2 separate regions of the Rattus norvegicus genome follow, and region 1 is linked to region 2. The links are chromatin contacts, called in public Hi-C maps. All regions are on one chromosome and are shown on one strand. The core of a region is the stretch at or near the end of the contact, and the rest is flanking DNA. Distances in the headings are between cores, read along the strand shown. Region 1 overlaps Col18a1 (collagen type XVIII alpha 1 chain). Region 2 overlaps Slx9 (SLX9 ribosome biogenesis factor).

Evidence for each region. Hi-C and Micro-C count contacts between places; a contact is called where the count stands out from the background.
Region 1: a contact with region 2 is called in a Hi-C map of hepatocytes, with 4 times the contacts expected there. The contact joins two enhancer-like sites. A contact is called at or near these places in 3 of 12 Hi-C or Micro-C datasets (the A7r5 cell line, hepatocytes and mammary epithelial cells).

The regions. Positions count from the first base shown.
Region 1 is chr20:11,488,885-11,495,618 of GRCr8, forward strand. The region is part of intron 2 of Col18a1 (collagen type XVIII alpha 1 chain); the gene reads left to right. Among named protein-coding and RNA genes, the nearest start is that of Col18a1, 19 kb to the left of the region's middle. Within about 2 kb of position 3,742, at least 5 of the 93 cell types and tissues checked have an H3K27ac peak or open chromatin away from gene starts, as enhancers often do. A contact at or near this core is called in hepatocytes, where this site is marked.
Region 2 is chr20:11,127,884-11,133,965 of GRCr8, forward strand. Slx9 (SLX9 ribosome biogenesis factor) reads left to right here. Exons shown (of 6, transcript NM_001008307.2): 3 at 3,620-3,688. Among named protein-coding and RNA genes, the nearest start is that of Slx9, 17 kb to the left of the region's middle. Within about 2 kb of position 2,943, at least 27 of the 93 cell types and tissues checked have an H3K27ac peak or open chromatin away from gene starts, as enhancers often do. A contact at or near this core is called in hepatocytes, where this site is marked.

The DNA of each region.
Region 1 (6,734 bases), core at 2,492-4,991, 360 kb after region 2:
CTTCAGTTCTTTCTTCTCCAGCTCTTTCTGCGCTAATTGAAGACGTGACATTCCGAGGATGAAAGCTTCTTTGTGTGTAGCCAGCGGGCAGCTGGGCTCATAGCCCTAGGTCGGCTGTGCACAGCAGTCCCAGAGCAGGTAGTGCATGGCCCTGGCTGAGGAATGTCCCCACGAGGATCCAGAAACAACTTCCTCTTTTATTCCTGCTATCTGCTCACGGTGCCTGCCGGTTTTGGGTCCCAATTATAGGTGGAGAACCAGGGGAAAGGTTGTGCTGTCTAGACGCTAATCCCGAGATTGAGTTTCTACCCTGCTGTATCCCAGCAACTGGATGACAGTTGATGAGAGGTGGGGGTGAATTCTCTGGGTCTGGGCCAGGGGACCCCAGCTCCTTCTGTTCCCTATAACATTCTCCTGTGGGAAGTAGGGCAAGGGCAGCAAGGGAAACCCTGTGGAGGAGACTGGCAACCCAAGAGGTGGGCAGGGCTCTAATAGGTGGAAGTGAAGTTGGGGGTAATCTGAGAATCCACGGATAGCCAAGACCTTGGTGGGGTCCACCTGTAGTCAAGGGCAGGTACCCACTCTGCTCTGTCTCAGGTTACTGAGGTGTCCTAACTGCAGACCACTGTCTTTCCAGGGGCTGGAGGACAGCCTCTGCCTCTGCCCTTGTGCTCTACTGTAGGCTGGGAGACTCCAGATGTGCACCCCCACCCCACTCTGCCCCTTCTGATTGGCTTCCACTGTGACTGCATTAGTTCCTCATTGGGCTAAGAGATCTGTGTCTGTCTGTCCCACATCACACTTTGCAGGCTCCTTGAAGAAGGATGACAGACAGATAGCAGGCTCTATGCGGGACCGGGCGTTTACCTCAGGACTGGACATCATCTCAGGCAGGCAATGTGGCCCTCACAGGCCTTTGCCACTGCAAGGCTACCGCTCAAATCGTGTGTCAGGCATCCGTGCCCCTTACATAGGGACTTATTGCTGCGTCCATGACCAAAGAGTTTCTATAAACAGTTAGGTTGTTCTAACGGAGGTTCTGGATGGGGTCAACATCAGTTGGCTAGGAGAGACAGAGCCATGAAGACACACACAGACTAAACAGGGTGGCTCACAACCCTTGTGTGGGTCAGGACCCTTGGGAAGGCAGGGAGGAGGCAGCTTGGGAGATGGACAGCCAGGAGTGGGTATGGGTAGATGGTGCAGCAGGAATGGTGGTCAACTGCTGGCCAGAAGGAAGCTCATGATTTTCAGGGTCAGACAGCTTCCATTGTCTTTCTTTCATTCATTCATTCATTCATTCATTCATTCATTCATTCACCTCCCAAAGAGTCAAGCAACCAGACGGATGAATTGAGGGTAACTTTCAAACTCCAAGACCCTGCCACGTGTGATGGTGCGCCCCTGTCATCCCAGCACTTGGGCGGCTGAGGCAGGAGGATTGCCTTGAATTCCAAGCCAGCCTGGGCTAACAAAACAGGGTGAAACAAAACCCTCAGGCCCTAAAGTTTCAGGAGCTGCTGTCCCGAGACACTTGTCCTCAATGTGTTCCTCTGGGGTTTCTTTGTTAAGCGTGTAGGTACACGTGTGTGCATGGGTGCACATGTGTGCATGGGTGCACTCGTGTGCAGATGCTCGTGAATGTGCCTGTCAGGCCAGAAGTCAACCAGGGGTCATTCTTCAGGTGCTTCCCACCTTCTTTTTTGTTTCTGATTATTTTCTTTGTTTTTGTTTTATCCGTTGTGTTTGAGACAGAGTTTCTCTATGTAGCCCTGGCTGTCCTAGAACTCACTCTGTAGACCAGGTTAGCCCCAAACTCCGAGATCCACCTGCCTCTGCCTTCCTACTGCTGGGATTAAAGGTGTGCACCACTAGCCTTGTCTCTGTTTCACCGCAGTGGGATTATAAGTGTGTACTGCTACAACCAACATTTTAGTGGGGTTTTGGGGATCAAACTTAGTCCTCACATTTTTACCGACTGAGCTACCTCTTCAGTCTCCTGTCTTTGGGATCTTGTCCTAGTTAGGGTTTTGTTTTTTTGTTTGTTTGTTTGTTTGTTTTTAAGATTTATTTTATTTATAGTATTTATGTGAATACATGTCGCTGTCCTCAGACACACCAGAAGAGGGCATCAGATCCCATTACAGATGGTTGTGAGCCACCATGTGGTTGCTGGGAATTGAACTCAGGACCTCTGGAAGAGCAGTCGGTGCTCTTAACCGCTGAGCTATCTCTCCAGCCCCTTAGTTAGGGTCTTATTGCTGTGAAGAGACACCATGACTTCACTGGGGCTGGCTTAGTTTCAGAAGTTTAGTCCCTTCTTGTCATGGTGGGAAACATGGCAGCAATGCAGGCAGATACTGTGCTAAGGAAGGAGATAAGGGTTCTACTTGCTCAGCAGGCAGCAGAAGGAAACGGAACCACACTGGACCTAGCTTGTTTGTGCCTCTGAGACCTCACAGCCCGCCCCCACAGTGACACACTTCCTCCAACAAGACCACACCTCCTAATAGTGCCACCCCTTACGGGGCAATCATTCCAACTCATGAGTCTGTGGGAGCCATGCCTATTCAAACCATATAGATCTCTAAAGCCAGCCCTGTCGGTCACATGTGTAAAACTTGCGGGGATTTTCTTCATGTTCTATGCTGCCCACTGCATGGTAACCTTCATCTCATCCCACATTAGCACATGTGTGCATACATACGTTCATCCTTAATGTATGCAATTCAGGACTTAGTGTGTTCAATACCTGAGTCCACAAGTCTTCCAGAGGCAGAGGGTCGGGAGGATGTAAGGGCCGGACTATCTGTTCATGACAGGGCAGCAGTTCTGTGACTCTGGGTATTCCTATGCCTTTCTATTTCATTTTAGCTCTTGAGTGAAAGACACAGACAGCTGCTGGCACTGAGCTGGGCAGGTTCTAAACTATTCTAACCCTCTAAGACAGCCTATTTCCCAGCCAAGAGGTTGTTTTACCTGTAATCAGAACCCTGGCTGGTTCTGGTCCATGTGTGTCCACATCACCACCTCCTGATGAGTCCTGGTCCATCTACAAAGTGTCTACATACTTCTCCTTTATTTCTCTGGTCTCACCACTACCATCACCATCACCACCACCACCAGGATCGGATGTCCCGCCCTATTCTCTTCTGCCCAGCTAATTGGCTGGCCAGTTCTTTATTAACCAATCGGAGGTGATGGAAAACAATTTTTACATAACTTTGAGACCCAGTATGCCATCATCTGTATTGCAACCAGATATCGGGCATAGAGATTAGCACCAAGTCATCCCCCAACCGGTACTTAATTGTGGTGTTCCGCGGCTCCTTTTCCTTATCCACCAGACAAACTGAGCTTAGGGGAGTAGAGAATCACTGTGTGCCTGTCCGATATCATCAGTTAGCGTCAGCTGGGCCACCATCTTTTGCTGAAATGGGTACCTAGTTGGAACTGCTAGAGCTCAGGAGGGAGAATGGTATGGGACCCCCTGTCAGTCATGCTTAAGCTGGGCCTTTGACTTCTGTGGAATGTGGCCTCATTCCTTCGAGTCTGTGTCTACCTAGTATACCCCCATCTTCTCCCTAGATGTGGCACAAAGCCGAGGGCTCTAGGCCACTGAGTCACCATCACTGCCAAGCTCCCGACCAGCACTCCTGTCAAACATTAACAGGTGAGGCAGGAGCCTGTTGAAGAATAACCCATTAACCCTCCAGGCTATGATGTCCCCAAAGGCATGACCTCAAGCTGGCCAGTTTGAATCTGCTCTGACCAGAAGTCTGCACGGTCCTTATACCCAGCTCCCCAGGCCAGGACACTGGTTTGGTGCTCATGCGGTAGGTGGTGGTTGCAGTGGCTCCCCATTGGTTCAGATGGGCAGAGTGGAGCTGTCATGTCAGGTCATCGTTGCTGTCCCGCAGGAGCCGGGCCCGCATGGCTAGGACTGACCTGTGGGAGGTGCAGTATCTCCAGGTAGCACCTGACCTGTCTTGTAGTTCCTCAGGTGTCTGGATAGACTCATGCTCCCTCATGGGCCTTGGCATTGGCTGGTAAGGCCTCACAGTTCCAGCTTGCTTTTCTCTGGTGAGGGAGCAGCTGGACGAAGACATAGCATGGGTGTCTGTAGCCCTGTTGCATGAGTTCTCAGTTAACCTCCCTGTTCCTCATGTAGAACCTGCCATCTTCCCACTACTGTCCTGTGTATTCAATGTGCAGCAGCGTGAGGTGCCCTGGGAGGGAGGGAGTCCCACTAGAGTGGGGAGGTCTTGCAGGCACCCTCATGTAACACCCCCAGGTTCTCCACCTGTCGAGATCCCTGCCTCTATAGGTCTGTCTACTGGTGAGAGAGGAATGGGGGCTGCGGGCTCTGGGTTTAAGGCGATAGGAAGTTGACAGGTTATTTCTCCCATCGCTGGTGAAATGAGCCAATTCAAGCCAGATTACATTAAATGTAGGTTTATTGGGAAGCCAGGGAACTTGCCCGAGGGACTGAGGCCAGGGAAGTCCCCATGGGGAGAGCAATGGGGAGGGAGAGAAAGGGAATTAATTCATGGAGAGGGATGAGAGATAAGGAAAGAGAGGGAGAGAGAGAGAGAGAGAGAGAGAGAGAGAGAGAGAGAGAGAGACAGGGAGAAGAAGAGGAGGAGGAAGAAGAAGAAGAGGAAGAGGAGGAGGGAGATGAGGAGAAAGGAGGGAGGGAGGGGGGAAGAAGAGGTAAGGGGGGGGAGACAGAAAGAGACCCCAAAATGTCTGGATTATGTAGGGAAGAGCCCCTGAGCTGAAAAGTTCAGAGTTGGAGCCAGGGTATGCGAGGTAGGGACCAAGGGATGCTGGGAGAACATGGAGGCCAGGTCTGCTTTGATATGTGAGTATGTACTTCTGCCCTTGTCCCAGGTTCGAAACCAAATAGAAGGAAGCTTCTAGAACTGCCTGTTGCATGTCTCAAGTGTGTGTGGGGGGGAGATGCCACTCCCAATTCCCCACAGTGACCAGACCAGACTGAGAGCTGAGGGCTCTTCTCAGGATCCCCAAACAAATGACCAAGTCTCGATTCGAACTTGGGTTCCAGTTTTAAACCCTATTCACATCAGAGGAAGGGGAGGGGGAGGGGAGATGGAGGGAGACGACAGAGAAAGGACAGATGCCCAAGATCTTATCAAGACATGTCCTCGTTTGAGATCACATAGCAGTCCGTTAGCGCCTGCCACCTTGTGTGAAGAGTCAAGGTCTCACCTGGTTTCCTGTGTCAACTTGACACAAGCTGGGGTTATCACAGAGAAAGGAGCCTCCCTTGAGGAAATGCCTCTGTGAGACCCAGCTATAAGTCATTTTCTCAGTTAGTGATTAAAGTAGGGAGGGCCTAGCCCACTGTTGGTGGAGCCATCCCTGGGCTGGTGGTCCTGGGTTCTATAAGAGAGCAAGCTGAACAAGTCAGGGGGAGCAAGCCAGTAAGAAACATCCCTCCATGGCCTCTGCATCAGCTCCTGCTTCCAGGTTCCTGCCCTGCTTGAGTTCCTGTCCTGACTTTGGTGACAATGTGGGAGTGTAAGCTGAATTAACCCTTTCCTCCCCAATTTGCTTCTTGGGCATGATGTTTTGTGCAGGAATAGAAACCCTAAGACCTACCCTGATGGTGGACCTGTTGCCTGGGTCCCTCCCCAACTGTGGCTGGTTTCCGTGTTTCCTCAGGCATAGGGGAGTGTGGGAAATGGTTGAGTATGCCTCATCCCGCCTCCTTCCTGGTGTTTCTGCAGTTGCCTGCTCCTGGCCTGGGTGTAAATCAGCATCAGTTTCTTCAGCCACTTGCTTTGGATGGGCGCTTTGTGAAGGTTGAAGTTTCTTTACAGCGAAGCCGTGTGGTTGCTTTCATTGGTGACGCCATGTCTAATGTATCCTGTGACTCGCAGGAGCCGCCCAGCGAGTGTGTGAGCAGGGCCCTCGTGGCTGAGAGCTTCACCACGTGGCATTAGTTAACAGAGTTGAGCCTGGGCTGCCTTCAACATGCTGGGGGAGGCAGGGAGGGAGGAGCCGGACCCCAGCCTCCACTTTTAAGTGAGGAGTTGCTGTACTTTGAGACCATAAAACAGGGAGACCCCTTACTGCCCTGGGCTGACCAGTGTTCCAGGGAGGGCCAGCCATCCACAAATGGCCGAGGGACTGGACGGCCCATGTGGCAGAGGTGAAGCAAGAGTGTGGCCTTTTAAATGTCTCTTAGTAGGGCCACACCCAGTGTAAAAGGCTTAGCCTAGGGTCAGTAGCAGCTTTGGCATTGTATCTTACCAGACAGAGGAGCCTTAAAGGACCCGGTAAACATGGAGAATGTAGCTGTGCCCTGATGGGCCAGCAGGTCCTTCCTAGAGGAAGTTTCAGGGACTTTCTTTTCAACTTTGAGAAACATGCCCCCTGTCTGTCTCCATAACATGGCCAGCCTCTGATTCTCAAAGTGGCCATCGGGGGAGCGAGTGGGCAGGCACTTTGACTCTAAGCCATCAGGTACCCAAGAGTGCCTTAGGGTAGAAGTTCCCAGGCAGAGTCAGTTCCTCTTTGTGGCCCCCAAGGGTGGGGATCGGCATCTGGAGATGGAGAGATGGCAGGTTCTGTCAGCTTGGGGACACTCTGCTTAAACTCTGATGGGCCAGAGAGCATGGACCCGGGCGCTCACTGGGCTGCCCAGCCTGTCCCTCGGGGTGCCAACTACCCAGAGGAGACATGGCCTGGAGAACTACAGCATCTGC
Region 2 (6,082 bases), core at 1,693-4,192:
TTTCTGGCGAAAAGTCTGGTGTGATTCTGATAGGTCTGCCTTTATATGTTACTTGACCTTTTTCCCTTACTGCTTTTAATATTCTTTCTTTATTTTGTGCGTTTGGTGTTTTGACAATTATGTGACGGGAGGTGTTTCTTTTCTGGTCCAATCTATTTGGAGTTCTGTAGGCTTCTTGTATGCCTATGGGTATCTCTTTTTTTAGGTTAGGGAAGTTTTCTTCTATGATTTTGTTGAAGATATTTACTGGTCCTTTGAGCTGGGAGTCTTCACTCTCTTCTATACCTATTATCCTTAGGTTTGATCTTCTCATTGAGTCCTGGATTTCCTGTATGTTTTGGACCAGTAGCTTTTTCCGCTTTACATTATCTTTGACAGTTGAGTCAATGATTTCTATGGAATCTTCTGCTCCCGAGATTCTCTCTTCCATCTCTTGTATTCTGTTGGTGAAGCTTGTATCTACAGCTCCTTGTCTTTTCTTTTGATTTTCTATGTCCAGGGTTATTTCCATGTGTTCTTTCTTGATTGCTTCTATTTCCATTTTTAATTCCTTCAACTGTTTGATTGTGTTTTCCTGGAATTCTTTCAGGGATTTTTGCGATTCCTCTCTGTAGGCTTCTACTTGTTCTCTAAGGGAGTTCTTTATGTCTTTCTTGAAGTCCTCCAGCATCATGATCAAATATGATTTTGAAACTAGATCTTGCTTTTCTGGTGTGTTTGGATATTCAGTGTTTGCTTTGGTGGGAGAATTGGGCTCCGATGATGCCATGTAGTCTTGGTTTCTGTTGCTTGGGTTCCTGCGCTTGCCTCTCGCCATCAGATTATCTCTAGTGTTACTTTGTTCTGCTATTTCTGACCGTGGCTAGACTGTCCTATAAGCCTGTGTGTCAGGAGTGCTGTAGACCTGTTTTCCTGTTTTCTTTCAGCCAGTTATGGGGACAGAGTGTTCTGCTTTCGGGCGTGTAGTTTTTCCTCTCTACAGGTCTTCAGCTGTTCCTGTGGGCCTGTGTCTTGAGTTCACCAGGCAGGTTTCTTGCAGGGGAAAAGTTGGTCCTACCTGTGGTTCCAAGGCTCAAGTTTGCTCGTGGGGTACTGCCTAAGTCCTCTCCGCGGCGGCAGCAACCGGGAAGATCTGCGCCGCTCTTTCCGGGAGCCTCCGTGCACCAGGGTTCCAGATGGCGTTTGGTGTTTTCCTCTGGCGTCTGGATGTGCACAGAGTGCAGTCTCTTCTGGTTTCCCAGGCGTGTCCGCCTCTCTGAAGGTTTAGCTCTCCCTCCCACGGGATTTGGGTGCAGAGAACTGTTTATCCGGTCTGTTTCCTTCAGGTTCTGGCGGTGTCTCAGGCGCAGGGATCCTGCCGCTCCTGGGCCCTCCCCTACGGGAACCCAGAGGCCTTATACAGTTGCCTCTTGGGCCAGGGATGTGGGCAGGGGTGGGCAGTGTTGGTGGTCTCCTCCGCTCTGCAGCCTCAGGAGTGCCCACCTGATCAGGCGGTGAGGTCTCTCTCCCACGGGGTTTGGGAGCAGAGAGCTGCTGCGGGCCGGGATCCGCGGGTCTTTTTTTTTTTTTTTTTTTTTTTAATTTATTTATTTTATGTACAGCATTCTGCCTGCATATGTGACTGCAGGCCAGAAGAGGGCACCAGATCTCATTACAGATGGTTGTGAGCCATCATGTGGTTGCTGGGAATTGAACTCATGACCTCTGGAAGAGCAGTCAGTGCTTTTTTTTTTTTTTTTTTTTTTGTTCTTTTTTTCGGAGCTGGGGACTGAACCCAGGGCCTTGTGCTTCCTAGGTAAGCGCTCTACCACTGAGCTAAATCCCCAGCCCCAGCAGTCAGTGCTCTTAACTGCCGAGCCATCTCTCCAGCCCTCCACTTGTGTTCTTAAATGTCCCCAGGCAAGTAAACACTCAGCCTCGGAGAGACCCTCTGCCTGCAGTGGTGACCAGCAGAGACTGGCAGTCTATACAAGGCCTTTCCCTGCCTGGTTCCTCATCGAGTCTAAGAAGGTGGACTTGACTCGGGTGACAATACTACAGACCCAGTGTCTAAGGAGGTGGACTTGACCTGGGTGACAATACTGACTCAGTGTCTAAGGAGGTGGACTTGACTCGGGTGACAACACTACAGACCCAGTGTCTAAGGAGGTAGACTTGACTTGGGTGGCAATACTACAGACCCAGTGTCTAAGGAGGTGGACTTGACTTGGGTGGCAATACTACAGACCCAGTGTCTAAGGAGGTGGACTTGACTCGGGTGGCAACACTACAGACCCAGTGTCTAAGGAGGTGGACTTGACTCGGATGATAACACTACAGACCAGTGTCTAAGGAGGTGAACTTGACTTGGATGGCAATACTACAGATTCAGAGGGCTTGGTACATTATTGTCGCCATGGTTTGGAGAATTTTGTCACAGTTGTGATGGAGGGCCTAGGTCTCCTGGTCCTCTTTGGTGGGCAGATGGTGTCCTCTCTCTCTCTGCATGATCTTCCCTTTGAGTGCACCTGTCTCATGGTACTGATCTAAGAAAACGTTACCTTGATGGTCTCATTTCATCTGTAAAGTGACCTTGCTGTATTTAGACCACCTTCGTGTGCGGACCTGTGTGTGCCTTCAAAATTTTGGTTTGTTCAATTCATTTTGTTTCTATTGGTATTTAGCCTGCAAGTATGGAAGTGCACCACGTATGCACAGTGCTTGTGGGAGTCAGAGGAAGGTATTAGATCCCCTAAAACTGGAGTTACGGATGGTTGTGAACTGCCATGCAGTAGCTGGGAACTGAACCCGGGTTCTGTGGGAGAACAAGGGCTCTTAACCACTGGGTCACCTCTCCAGCCCCAGTTTTGTCCCCGTGTCTGTGATGAAATCGCCTGTCCAAAACAGCATGAAGGGGAAAGGGTTCATTTGGCTCAGAATTCCAGGTTATAGTCCCATTACCTCAGGGTCATGAAGGCCACAGGAACTCAAAGCAGCTGGTCAGATTATATCCAGTATTGTAGCCCAAGCTGGCCTCAAACTTCAGGCAGTTCCCCTCCCTGGGCCTTCTGAGTGCTAGGGTTATAAAAGGCACGAGCTTCCAGGCCTGGCTGCCCGCCATCCTATTCTAAAGAACCAAGCGTCAGCACTGCAGCCGTGGATCTGGAACACGGTTCAGCCGTTACAGTAGGGATGTGCCCATCAGTACACCACAGCGGGTTATTTGAGGCCAGGAGCATAAGGAAGAGAGGACAAAACCAGGCAGGGAGGCTACCACCAAAAGGGAGGCTGGAGAGGCGGAGGTGAGAGGCTGTAGGCCGTGTTCCAGGGATGGGAGGTGCCTTGAGGACAGGAGGAGTCGCAGGCACGTTGTGTTCATGCTTGTGTGCTAATGCTGGCAAGGGGAAGAAGGCATTTCATGTCCAGGACCTGGTGTTGGCACCGTGCATCCTCACATTCCCCAAATACACTGGGGCCAGGGGGGGCCCGCAGAACCTTACAGTGTTAAAGCCCACAGGGACCCACTGCTGCATGGAGCCCGAGGCTGTCGATCACCTGGGTGCTCGCTCAGTCTGCCTTGTCACTGAGCCTAGCAGGGATGAGCAGACACTGACCTCATTTCCCTGTGCTCTCTCCTCAGGTGCAGAGCCAAAGGCCATTGTGCCTAAGAAGGAAAAGCTGAAGCTTCGCCGTGAGCGATGGCTACAGAGTAAGTTCTTTCCTCATCTTGTGAGTTAGCCACACCTGCCCCGTTCTCATTCACATGCCTGTGTCGTATGGATGAACGTGGACCCCATGGAGGCTGGTCGTGTCCTTGTCCTCTGAGACCCTGATGGGATCCAGGAGGGCTCACTAGGAAGCGTTAGAAGCAGCATCAGTGGCTGGCTTCTCTCGGCCACATAGAGAGTCGGCAACAGGGCAGCACGAGGCGATCTGTCCCTAGAGAGGGCGCAGACCCGTGTGCGAGCCTCTGCAGCCTCCTCTCTTCCTCCCGTGCAGAGGAAGTTGTTGTTCTCCATCCCCTGGGGTGAAAGAGGCCTGTCTGGGCCTGATGAGAGCTTTAACTGCAGAGAGAACGGGTACACTGTGGGTCAGAGCCCCCGTGCACAGGTCACCGTCTGCTGCTCCCTCAGGTCTGTGTGAGCTCGCTTCCTGTCGTTTTCTGATAGAGTCCACATGGTGCAGCCCAGCCTAACTGTGGGTAGCCAAGCCTGACCTTGAGCTCCTGATCTTTGGGCCCCTGTCTTGCAGCCGTGGGATCGCAGGAGGAAGGCAGCTCCTGACACGTCTGAGGTTAAGTTGGGCCTCGGTTTCCAGCCAAGCGTCTGGAGCAGATGGCGCAGCTCTCCCCTCGCTCTGTCTGCAGTAGGCAGTCATGTTCCACAAAGCTGATCATGTGCAACGTTTCCTAAGTGTTTTCTTGTGTTTACTTGAAAATGACTGCTTTATACTTTTTCTCTTAGCCGTTATCTTTCTTCTTAGTGTGTTTCCGCCAACTCTGGGAGTTAATTCAGGACAGTTTCATCTTCGTGTTCTTACATACGGTTTACCTTATTTTTTTTTTTCTTGAAAATAAGGTAACTTTTCTCAAAAATTTATTCTTGAAAACTTTAATAAAGGGGTATTTGGGAAGCAGTATTTATAGAAATTAGTCAGTTTCCTCAACAATTACTATTACTTTTTGGATTTTTTTTTTTAAGACATTGGCTGCTCTGGTAACTTTCTCACAATTCCTAGCAAAAGGAGTTGTTCTCTCTGTGGGGCAGCAGGTGCCGAGGCTTCAGCATGGGCCCTGGCCATGTCTGAGGTGTGCTCTTTTGGTGTGGAAGTTTTTGTTGTGAGTTGATTTTTATGCCTCATGGTTTCTTCTAAAATAGTCTAATTTCATCAGTTTTCAGACTTTATTGGTAAAAGGCCATGTGTTGCCATGTGTCCTGCCACTGTCCCCCACCCCCACCCTCCTCTGGTACCGGGGATTGAACCTAGGGACTAGGGACTAGGGTAGACAAGGGCCCTACCACTGAGCTACATCCCCAGCCCTGCTTTTGCATTCGTAGCCTTTTTGTGTGTTTGGCCCACATGCCTGCGGAGGTCAAAGGAAGGCATCAGATCTCCTGGAACTGGAGTTATGTCTATAATGAGCCACGGTGTGGGCGCTGAGAACTGAACCCTGGTCCTCGGGAAGCACTGTTATCCGCTGCGTGTGTCATCCTTTTTACCTGTGTTCCGCCATTCCGGATGAGATTCATAAAGAAGCTTCGTCAGTTTGGCCCACAAACCCTGGATGCTACTTTCTAGTCCTGCCAGCTCTGTGTTGTTAGCCTCCTCTGACCCCTGGCCTGGCTTTCTTTTAGATTTGGTTAAGTAGCTAGACTGTGTCCATGTTGGCCTCTGAGAACAATGTTAGCTGTGTCTTCCTAACAGTTTACTTCTCTCTCACGGCCATTCCTTGGTGCATTCCTCTCCACCCACCAGCACTTTCTCGGTGCGCATCGAAGCAAGATGCGGGCATTCATCTACCTGCAGCAAATAGGTTGGCTGGCACCGAGCTTGTCTGCGATCCCCTCTGTTCTCTTATTAAGAGGACATTTACCTGGCATCAGCAGTGACCTCTGGCCGCTCTGTGCGGTACCACCTGCCGCCCAGTGTGAGGTGCTGTGTCTGGCGTCCGTTGGTACTGTCTCCTGGGAGTACCTTCCTGCCAGGCTACACTGCATGCAGCAGCAGCAGCAGCCAGTGCCATGGCCGGGAGGCACCACGCTGCCCACATCATTGCTGCCCTGCCTCCCATTGTCGGTGAATGTCTGCCCTTCCGTCTTGTCTGTAGTCAGTAAGGCTGTGCGGCATTTGCCCTGGTGTCTCTGTGGACTTGTTTTTTATTCCTCTTACATAAATACTTAGGAATGGAATGCTGGGTCATAGGGCAGGTGTATGTTTAGTGTTGCAAGCACTGCCAGACATTCTTCTGAAGCCGTGCTTCTTGTGTCCCCTCCAGCATCATGAGAGTTGTGGCTCCACGGCCGTGCGTACTGGTGGTGGCATGTCTTCTGTCATGTATCTGGTGACCTGGGCTGCCGTTTCTGAGGTTAAGTTGGGCCTCGGT